Regions from separate parts of the Rattus norvegicus genome. Here region 2 is linked to region 1. Evidence: chromatin contacts called from public Hi-C data. All regions are on one chromosome and are shown on one strand. Each heading gives the region's core, a stretch centred on a gene start, on an enhancer-like site or on the middle of the called end of the contact. The rest is flanking DNA. Distances are from core to core; before and after follow the strand shown.

The links. Hi-C and Micro-C count contacts between places; a contact is called where the count stands out from the background.
Region 2: a Hi-C map of frontal cortex shows a contact between it and region 1, with 1.7 times the contacts expected there. The contact joins the enhancer-like site here to the promoter of Lzts1 in region 1. A contact is called at or near these places in 5 of 12 Hi-C or Micro-C datasets (the A7r5 cell line, Schwann cells, frontal cortex and 2 more).

The regions. Positions count from the first base shown.
Region 1 is chr16:25,307,194-25,312,258 of GRCr8, reverse strand. It overlaps Lzts1 (leucine zipper tumor suppressor 1), which reads right to left and starts at 2,706. Exons shown (of 4, transcript NM_153470.2): 1 at 2,493-2,706.
Region 2 is chr16:25,374,538-25,379,602 of GRCr8, reverse strand. The region is part of intron 1 of LOC102554171 (a long non-coding RNA gene); the gene reads right to left. Among named protein-coding and RNA genes, the nearest start is that of Atp6v1b2, 31 kb to the left of the region's middle. Within about 2 kb of position 1,997, at least 5 of the 93 cell types and tissues checked have an H3K27ac peak or open chromatin away from gene starts, as enhancers often do. A contact at or near this core is called in the A7r5 cell line, where this site is marked.

The sequences.
Region 1 (5,065 bases), core at 1,457-3,956:
GCTCAGAAGAAGGAATAGGATCTGGACCTAAGGGAAAGGTGGTTGGGGGACTATACTCCAGTGGCAGATGCCTGTGGTTAAAACAATGGCGTGAAATTCGATGGCACTCAGTGGACGGTGTTAAACTTTGTTACAATATTATTCATAAAAAAATTGAATTTAAGTTGCTTAAAAATAGATTCTTTGTCAGGACCTTATTTGGTATTTTTTATTGTTGGGTTGTTTGTTGTGGTTTTCTGCATTTGAAATTGTCTCAGTTAGCAAGGCTGATCCTGAACTTCCTATGTGGTCAAGACTGGCTTTGAATTTCTGACCTCCTATCTCCACCACCCGGGCAAGGTTTGGTTATAATACTGTGCCACCATATGAAGGTTTATGTAGTGTTAGGGGCTCAAACCCAGAGACCCTGCAATTTCAAGGAAGCGTTCATTCAAGGAAACAAACCCCAGCCTATGGTATTCATTTCTGAAGTTCACTATGGGTCCCAAAGCCTTGCATCTTGTAGCATCCAATGAAAAGTTGTGGGGTGAAATGTTAAACACACACAAAGGCATAAAAATAAGTGTTCCCGAATAGAGACCATTTTAGTTCCAGTCCATCTACTTCTTTGCCCACACATGCAGACATCTGGCTTCCTAACCGTGCATGGCAGTGGAGCACTCTCACATTCTCAGAGACTGGCACACCCAGACCACTCCCCACAGCAAGGTTCTTCTATCTCAGCTCCTGTCAGCCATGTGAGGTAGATTGCCAGACTAGGGTATCTCCTTCAGTTTCAAGAGTGTACAGACTGAATGGCTAAAGCAGGTTTGCCTTGCAGAGTGTGCCAAGACATATGCTAGAAAGAGGAAAGGACAATCATCTTGAGCAAAAGCAAATGTCTGCTCCTTCCATGAAACCTCCAGGAAGGATGCTCCGATTTCTTTTTCCACAGACAGTTCTCAGTTCTAGCACATGCGTGCTCTATACTCCTATCGACACAGCTAAGACATGCTTTTCCGGATTCCATTAATGGTGGACTTGGCTCCCACTAGCTATGGGAACACCCTTCCATTTTGGTGCCTCAGTTTCTTCACTGGCAGACCCAGAGTAAATCACATCTCATGCTAATGTGGGAGTTGTGCTGTGAGGATAAAGGAGACAACAAATGAGATAACATCTATGATGCACTGAAAATGGTCAGAAGAAAGAGCTGGGTAAATACAAGGTGTGGGCCATGCCTGATTAAGGTGCATTCCCTGCCCACAGACTCCTGCCCACACTCTGCTCTGTGCCAACCTTGAAGACTCTTACCCCTGTAAAATCTAACTCTGATACTTATGTGCATACACCTTTCAAACACCTCCATTTTCCTTCTGTCTGCCTGCAGAAAATTGTTTCTGAACTTGAAGGAAGCTCGGGTTACAAATCCTCAAAATCCCTTACCAGCAGCCTCCTCCTCAGGGTCTGGGTGCTGGAAGAACTGTGTGCAGACAGCTTATCTCTCCGTGGATGGGCTGAGACTAGACTGTGTTTCCCAGGAAAAGACCCTTTGGTGGTGCAGCCTCTACAACAGCTACCCAGAACCTAGTACCTCTTCACCAGCAATTCAAGGAGCATGCAGAAAGCCTGGGGGCAGAAGGCACGGTTCTTGGATCCCTAAACATCTCTCATGCTTGGGAAACTGAGGACTCTACAGCACTTTCCCAGGCCTGACAACCAGTGGGTGAGCAGAATACTCACATGTGCCATGGTTTAATCTCTTCCACTTGCAGCAGGGAGGGGAGACAGTCACCTGGTCCCTGGTGTCTGGGTCTCTATTGCTGAATGAAGCCTGGGCAGATGAGAGGCAAAACAGAGGGGATCTGACTCCCTGTGGTGAGTGAGAAAAAGGAGTGAACTGAGGGGTGTGTGTGTGTGTGTGTGTGTGTGTGTGTGTGTGTGTGTGTGTGTGTATCTGTCTGTCTACCTGTCTGTGTATCCGTCCAAGTTCATTTCTGTTCCTTCCAGACACCTCAAAAGTTCCAGCTAGCAAGGTAAAGCTCACTAGCCAGTCCCCAGCAGCTGTATCCTCTGTCTGTGGCCTCAGTTTCTGTGGCCTCACTTCCTCACCTCTCATATCTTCATCTCTGCATTCATGTCACCTAATGCACAGTCTCCAAGATAAAATTCAGATTTGCGAGGAAACAAACCTCCCCGGTCTCACGGACAAAGACAGAAGGATTGACTGATGCACACCGTTTCCTTCCGGCTGGGGTCAGATTAGAAATACAAGCAGTGACAGGGGAGAAGACTCCCCCACACCTACCGCTGCCCTCTACTCCGATAGTTACATGTAGAAACAAAGACACCTAGACAGACGCGGACACAGACAGACAAAGACCGACAGACGAGCGGACTCACTCCCGGAGTGGTTTGCTGTAGGGAGAGCAGCCTTCCCTGTGCCTGGGCCATCCGCGGGACTGCAGACATTGCGCGAAGGAGGAACAGGACCCTGGGTACCCGTACCTTACCTGTCTGCCCTCCTCCGCCTCGGAGATAGCTGCAAATGGCTGCAGATTTTGATTTTTCGGTGTGTTTTGTGTAGTACCCCTTTCTCTTTTTCTGGAGAGCCACTGGAGCCGACTGATCCCGCGTCGCTCAAGTCACACTCCCAGGAGCAGCAGAAAGGCAGAGAAACTTTCGGACTCTGAGCTTGTCGCAGCCGCCCAGAGCCCGCCAGCTGGCCCGGGCGCTCTGGCCCTTGCGCTGGGTCCCTGGCCGCCGGCGGGGCGGGGCGGGGCGGGACGGGGCGGGGCGGGGCGGGGCACGGGTAGGGCGGGGCCAGAGTCAACGGCATTCATTGGCCCGCACTGCTTGCACCCAGTCCAGCTCTCTCCCGGGCCTTTGTTCCCGGCTGACAGCTGGGGTTGCTCCAACCTCCTGGCTCCTCTCTACCCAAAGCTCGCGCCGGTCAGGCTCGCAGTTTCTTAGCTCTCGCTTCATCACCCTCGGGGATTCCCGTCTGTTCAGCCTTTCTCTCCCTTTCCTCATCTTCCACTACTCCTAGTTCTTGCTTTCTCTATCTGCATCTATTCGCCTTCGCGTTTTCTTTATCCATTTTCTGCATTCCCCTTTTCTTTGCTACCTCTTACCGGTGATTTCTCCAGCCCAACCCCCAACCACAACCCCAACAAAAGGTTGAGTTTCTTGGTTTAAGGACCACACTAAAGGCCTCGAGGTGTTATGAGGGTACTGCTTCCTCTTGCTGTGATTACAGACCAGAGAACCCAGAACCCAGAACCCAGAGACTTTACTCCTCAAAAAAGATCCAATTCAAATTTTGCCACTACAGAAGCCTGGCCTAGGTGATGCAAGCCAGAAATCCCAGGGACTTGAGAGGCTGAAACAGGAGGATTATAAATTCAAGTCCTGCCTGGAACACAAAATGAATTCAGTGCCACTCAAAGCACTGAAGTGTGACCTTGTCTGAAAATTTAAAGTGGAAATATATCTGCAGGGCGGACTGGAGAAGTTGCTCAGTGGTAAAAAGGCGTGGTCTTAATTTCAATCCCGAGCACTAAAACCAGCAGCCATTCACCCACCTTTTCACCGCCTGTCTGAGGGTACACCGAGGTAAGATAGTGAAAAGCCAGTCAGTATAAAGGCAGAGGTGTTGCCCAGAAATTGTCAGCCCAGGCCTGAAAGGGGCAAGTTAAGGGGAGAAGAGTAGGGATCACTAATCTCATGAATGAATCAGACACTCTCCTACTCCAAACCCCTGCTTCTTCCTCCAGGTCTTGACCCTAGATTAATTTTAAGCTTTATTTAATTCCGTAATTCTAGCTTAGTAATATCTATTTTCTAGAGAAAATAGATAGACAGCCAGCCTGTAATCCCAGCATTTGGAAGACTGAGATGGGGAGTTTATGCCAGACTATCTCTCCATTTGAGAAGTGTTTCTCCTGCTTTGTTAACTATACCTTTCCCAGTTCCAGACATGAGTACCATCCTTACTTGGACCTCTGTAACCACCACAGGTAGACAGATCCCTCTTTTGAGGAAAGCCTCCTCCTCTTCTTTCTGTGCCCCGCTCATTAACTTGGTACAAGCATGTCTTCTCAGAGGTGAACGTTTCTTAGGACTCTTGATGAACCAGAGGATACAGAGCAACTGTTCTAGCACTTGAAGGTAACAGTAGACACTGAAGAGAGACTAAGGACAGTGGATTACAGATCTCTGTCAACCAACTTTGTCATGACTGTAATATTCCAGAGAACTGGGCAAAGGAGCCCTTAGCTTTCTGGTCCTGGCCCTACCACTGTCTATTCGTCTGCTGTTACAAGGTCATATCCTAGGCTAGACCTCAGTTTTCCTGGTCTGCAAAGTGAGTGGTGTATTGGTACTTTTTTTTATTTTTATTTTTTTAAGACAGATCTCAGGAAGTAGTCGAGGCTGGCCTTGAGCTCGAGACATTCCTTTGGAGAATTAGGATTACAACTATGACTCATCAGGACTGACTAAGACATTTTTACAGCAGCACTGGCATCACTGGGTAGAGGCTGGGCATACATACTCTCCTACTGTGACCCAGTTAGGCATATGGTGAGCAGGGTTTGGGTATGAGGTTGGAACTGGATGTACCATGGCACAACAGAAACATCCTAAGGAAGGGATGCTTCAGAGATAAAGGGAGGTGAGTTGAGAGTGAAGAAAGCAGAATGATGAGAGGAAGCCTGTGATATATTGTACATGTATTTACACGTGACATGGATACTCACTTTAAACCGAAATAACATGACATCCTTCAAGAAAAAAACCTCAATTAGCTCCTTATTCAAAAGAAATGACACTACAGTGACTGGATGTGCCTATCCTCTTACCCCAATAGAATTCTCAAAGCTCATCCTCCTCTTCCTCATCCATCTAAGGCCACATCCCTCACACTTTCCTATGCCTGAGTCAGGTCTAGAAAGCTATGTCACCAAACCTGTTGTCATATTTGATCTTGGTAGCACGTGTTGGTAGACAAATGTTTCAGAGGATGAGGCAGGGGCCTTTTGAGTTTTAAGTCATGGGGTCCCTTGATCTCACCAATCTGTGCTCT
Region 2 (5,065 bases), core at 748-3,247, 68 kb before region 1:
GTACCAACTAGAAGTCATTCCCTATTTCCCCCCAACCACAGCCTGTCCCAGGTAACTGCTACTCATCCTCCTGTGTGGATTTGTCTCTTCTGTCTATTTTAGAATCATAGTATGTTATTTTTGTGTCTATCTTATTTCAATAAGATTCTTAATGTTAAAACATGCCACAATTCATTTATTTTTATTTCTGAGTAATATCTAGATGAATTATGTGGCACATATCCATTCACCGATTGGTGGGCATTTGGGTCGTTTACACTTTGGGATCACCATGAAAGAGGTTTGCATAGTTGTGCTTTTGTGTATATGTGTCTCACTTGCCTTGTGCATGTAGTATATCTAATGTAGAGAACAGGATCTTCCTTCTTCCTTAAGGGTTAGTCCAGTGTGGCAAGCCAGGGACCTGAGTAGGAACTACCCCTATTTAAAATGAGTCCACTTAAATGCAAATCAAAACAACCCTGAGATTCCACCTCACAACCAGTCAGAATGGCTAAGATCAAAAACTCAGGTGACAGCAGCTGTTGGCAAGGATGTGGAGAAAGAGGAACACTCCTCCATTTTTGTGGGATTGCAAGCTGATACAACCACTCTGGAAATCAGTCTGGAGGTTCCTCAGAAAATTGGACCCAGCTATACCACTCCTGGGCATATACCCAAAAGATGCTCCAACATATAACAAGGACACATACTCCACTATGTTCATAGCAGCCTTATTTATAATAGCCAGAAGCTGGAAAAAAAAACCAGATTTTCCCTCAATAGAAGAATAGATTCAGAAAATGTGGTATGTTTACACAATAGAGTACTACTCACCTGTTAAAGGCAATGACTTCATGAAATTTTTAGGCAAATGGATAGAACTAGAAAATATCCTGAGTGAGGTAACTAGTCACAAAAGAACACACATGATATGTAGTCACTGATAAATGGATATTAGCCCCAAAGCTGGGAATACCCAAGATAAAATTTACAGACCTGAAGTGGATGCTTTAGTCCTTCTTAGAAGGGGGAATAAAATACTCCCAGGAGGAAATATGGAAAGTGTGGAGCAGAGACTGAAGGAAAGGTCATCCAGAGACTGCCACACCTGGGAATCCATCCCACATACATTCACCAAACCCAGACACTATTGCTGATGCCAAGAGTTGCATGCTGACAGGAGCCTGATATTGCTGTCTTCTGAGAGGCTCTGCCAGAGCCTGACAAATACAGAGGCAGATGCTCCAGACAACCATTGGACTGAGCACAGGGTCCTCAATGGAGGAGTTAGAGAAAGGACCGAAGGAGCTGAAGGGGTTTGCAATCCCATAGGAAGAACAATATCAACCAACCAGACACCCCAGTGCTCCCACCAACCAAAGAATACACATGAAGTGACCCATGGCTCCAGCCTCATATGTAGCAAAGGATGGCCTTGTCAGGCATCAATGGGAGGAGAAGCCCTTGGTCCTGTGAAGGCTTGATGCCCCAGTGTAGGGGAAAGCCAGGGTGGGGAGGTGGGAAGGAGTGGGTGGGTAGGGGAGCATCCTTATAGAAGCAGGGAGAGGGAAGATGGGATGGGGGTTTCCAGAGGGGAAGCTGGGAAAGGGGATATCATTTGAAATGTAAATAAAGAAAATAGCCAATTTAAAAAAAAGGAAAAATAAAATGAGTCCACTTAGTGCTGCTTGCCTGTGCATGGATGTGGGACTGTGGGTAGCCTCCAAAGCTAACCATCTCTGAAGCAAAAGGATTCTCCCTTCACAGAAGTCATTAATTCCCAACAGTTTCTCAGGTTGTCAGTATTTTTAACCCCGTTCTAAGAGTACAGTAATTTTCAAAGTTGTAACACTTTCTGCATTTCCAGTTTTCACCACAAGGTGTCGATAAACTATGCAGAAGAGCAGTTGAAGTCTTTGGCCAGCAGAGGGCCTCTGGTGTTCCTCGGAGATACCTGAGTGAAATTCTAGAATTTCGTTTCTTTTCCTTCCCTTGCTCTCATTCCACCCGGGTCTGTCTTTGTAGTCTCAACTGTTGCACACCAAAAACCTCACCAAGATTTCTTCCCCTGGGGTTGGAGAACAGTGGCTGGAGTTGATACTTATTGTAAGCCTGGCAGTGAGCTAAAGGCTTTCTGAAACCACTGGATTTCATTAACCAAGGGAATTCTGGGAACAGCCATGAGTTAACCTGGTGAGGAAACTGCACATAGAGAGTCAGATCCGAATAGTATTTCCACTGTGCTTTTACGGCATGCCCCAGAGGTGCAGCCTCAGCTGTCCCCTCCATGTCATGGGAAATTCCTGGGCTTTAAAGACTCCTAAGAAACCTTTTATCCTTTGCACCATGTGACAAAACCCAATGGCTGCCCTTGCATCTTTTCTCTAGTGGAAAACAAGCAGGCGGGAAGCATGACTATTCCTAGAAAAATATATTCCAAGACACCAAAGCCTGCCTGAAACCAGATGGCACTTGTATTTCCTCAAGGATCTTCTCTTTATGTGCACTTTCTGGCTGTCAGCGGTGCCAGAAGCTTAGCCCTGGTGGGGGTCCTCTCTGAAGAGATCAGAGGCAAAACTGAAGAAGGAGAAGAGTGACAGTGGCAAGGTCTTGGGAGAAGGTAGAGTTGCTTTCTATAATAACATATACCTCTCTTGACTTTAGTTACTCTGAGGCCAGAAGCTGCTGGCCTCTGGATCTACTGACAGTTGTTGCTAACAGCAGGGTAATTAGGTAAGGGATTTACTGCCGTCTCTCCCTTCTATGTCCAGGCAGCCAGACACTTCTGGTTAACTGTTTGTGAACCACGGAGGAAGGAAAGGAAAAGAATTAAAAGTCTTTATTCAGGCAGATATGCAGAGACATATTCATACACCCACACGCCGGCTGGGCCGGACCGTCTGTCTCAACTCCACAAGTATCCGTGCAGGCTTACATACATACACATGTAAATACAGACAGACGTGTACATATGGATGGATGGACGGATGGATGGATGGATGGATGGATGGATGGGTGGGTGGGGCAGAGCTCCCAAGTCAAGCCATCCAAAAACAAACAATTTTATTTCTTTTTTCTGGCCTTTTTATACCTTCTTAGACAAAAAGTTCTTTAGAAAATTACCTCAGAGATAAAATTACATAAAATGGGAGTTACAGAAGGATGTTGCTATTAAGTTCAAAGCAGTGTTTCCTTCTGCAAGATTGTTTTAAGATCAAAGCAACAGCTTTTTTTTTTTTTTTAACATGGCCTTGCCTTATCATAGTGCACACCTGTGGCTTTATCCTTGGACCTAAATGTTTTTCCTTGAACACAAATTTGTCCCAAGCCTATTTCTCCTTTTAGTGTGATTATGAAAGCTCACTGTATTTACGCAGCCTTTATTTACTGTTAATGAGGAGTGGGAACATTCTAGTCTTGATTCTAACATTATTACATCTTTCTAGCAAAGCAGCTAAGACCATCTTTCTTCCTAAAGTTACTGGAATTAAATCTGAAATTCTATAGAATCATCAATTTATCTAAATAGCATTAATTCATGAAAGTTCATCTGTATGTTGATCTGCAGGAAATCTGATCAGTAGGGTGGGCTAATGCCCAGGAATTATTACATCAATTTAATAACGACAAGAAAGGCATATCAGCTACAAGAAGCAATCCTGAGATGAAGTCTTTGTGACCTTGCCATTGAGCTCGCCCATCACAGACCAGGTCCTGCCACTCCCCAATCAAAACAAAACAAAACCTCCAGGAAGGCCACCTGCTAGCCTAAGCCTATCCTAGATGGCTCCTGACACAGTAACTATCCCAGGTATTGACATGATTACTCTTGTGCTTTGAGTGTGTGTGTGTGTGTGTGTGTGTGTGTGTGTGTGTGTGTGTGCGCGCGCGCGCTATACTAAGTGTTTTCTTAGGGCAAACCTTTCAGCAGACAACTATTCATATTTTCTAGAAGGAAAAATGGATAACTTGGATAATCCAAGCCCTAGAAACCATATATATCCATATATATATGCCTACTGCAGTCTCTGCTACATCGACTTTTCGCAAGCTCTGGCTTTTGGAGCAGACCCCTTCAGTCTGGGATGCTGGTTTGGGCGTCTCATTTAAAAAAAAAATATATATATATATATATGTATATATATATGATAACGACGATAATAATACCTCTGGGGTTTGAGGTTAGACTGAAGATGAGCTTGGACCGCGATGACGCAATGAGCTAAACCTGCACTCCCTCGTCACCAAGTCACTCTCAGATCGAATCCTATCTGCCCCCCACCCCGCACCCCTTTCTGCGACCTGCCCAGATGCCCCAGGGCTCTTGTCAGAAGGCTACGATTAAACAAAGGGCCACGCTCCCTCCAAAGCCCAAGCAAAGCAGCAGGGGTCGCCGGCGGGACAGCAGGTTTCTAAACAGATGCAAAAATGGGCCCGCAGCTGCCGCCCAGCACACCAGCACACTGTTTTCTAATTCCCCCTGCCTGCTAAGTGCTGATTACCCGGCTCTGCCTCGGGCCGCGGTCCTTCCAACCACCTGACTTTAGCCAGGGGGCCACTCAGAGAACAGAGCAGCTGGCAGGGCGCACTTCCGGCAAGGACCTAGCGGGGCAGCAGATGCGAGGCACTGATTATTCCGGGGGCGGGCTGCACTAGGGACCTGCATTTGCACTTCAAAGGGGTCTGGCCCCAGTGCTTCACTCTGGGGACCCAGTCTTGTTCTGGGGGAAATCAAGTTGCTTTGAGTGAGTTACCCACCCCCTTCCTAACAGAGGGGCGGGTTTAAACAACCCCTAGAAGTTAATGCCTACTGGCTAGACGTCCCCAGGGACCCTCCCCTGTCTAGCAGTTCTTCTCTTTAGTCTGTTTCCATCTGGACGTTCACGGGGTCACGGCAAACCTATCTATCTCACACTGCCTATGTTTTTTAAAAACAGTCTATGTTGCCCGAAGCTTTCCTGGCAATCACAGAGATCCCTCAGCGTCTACCCCTCAGGTGCTATGAATAAAGGTGGGTACCAGCCTGCCTCGGTCTTGATTCTTTCAACATCCCTTGTTAGGATTTGGACTCTGTGTGCGACAC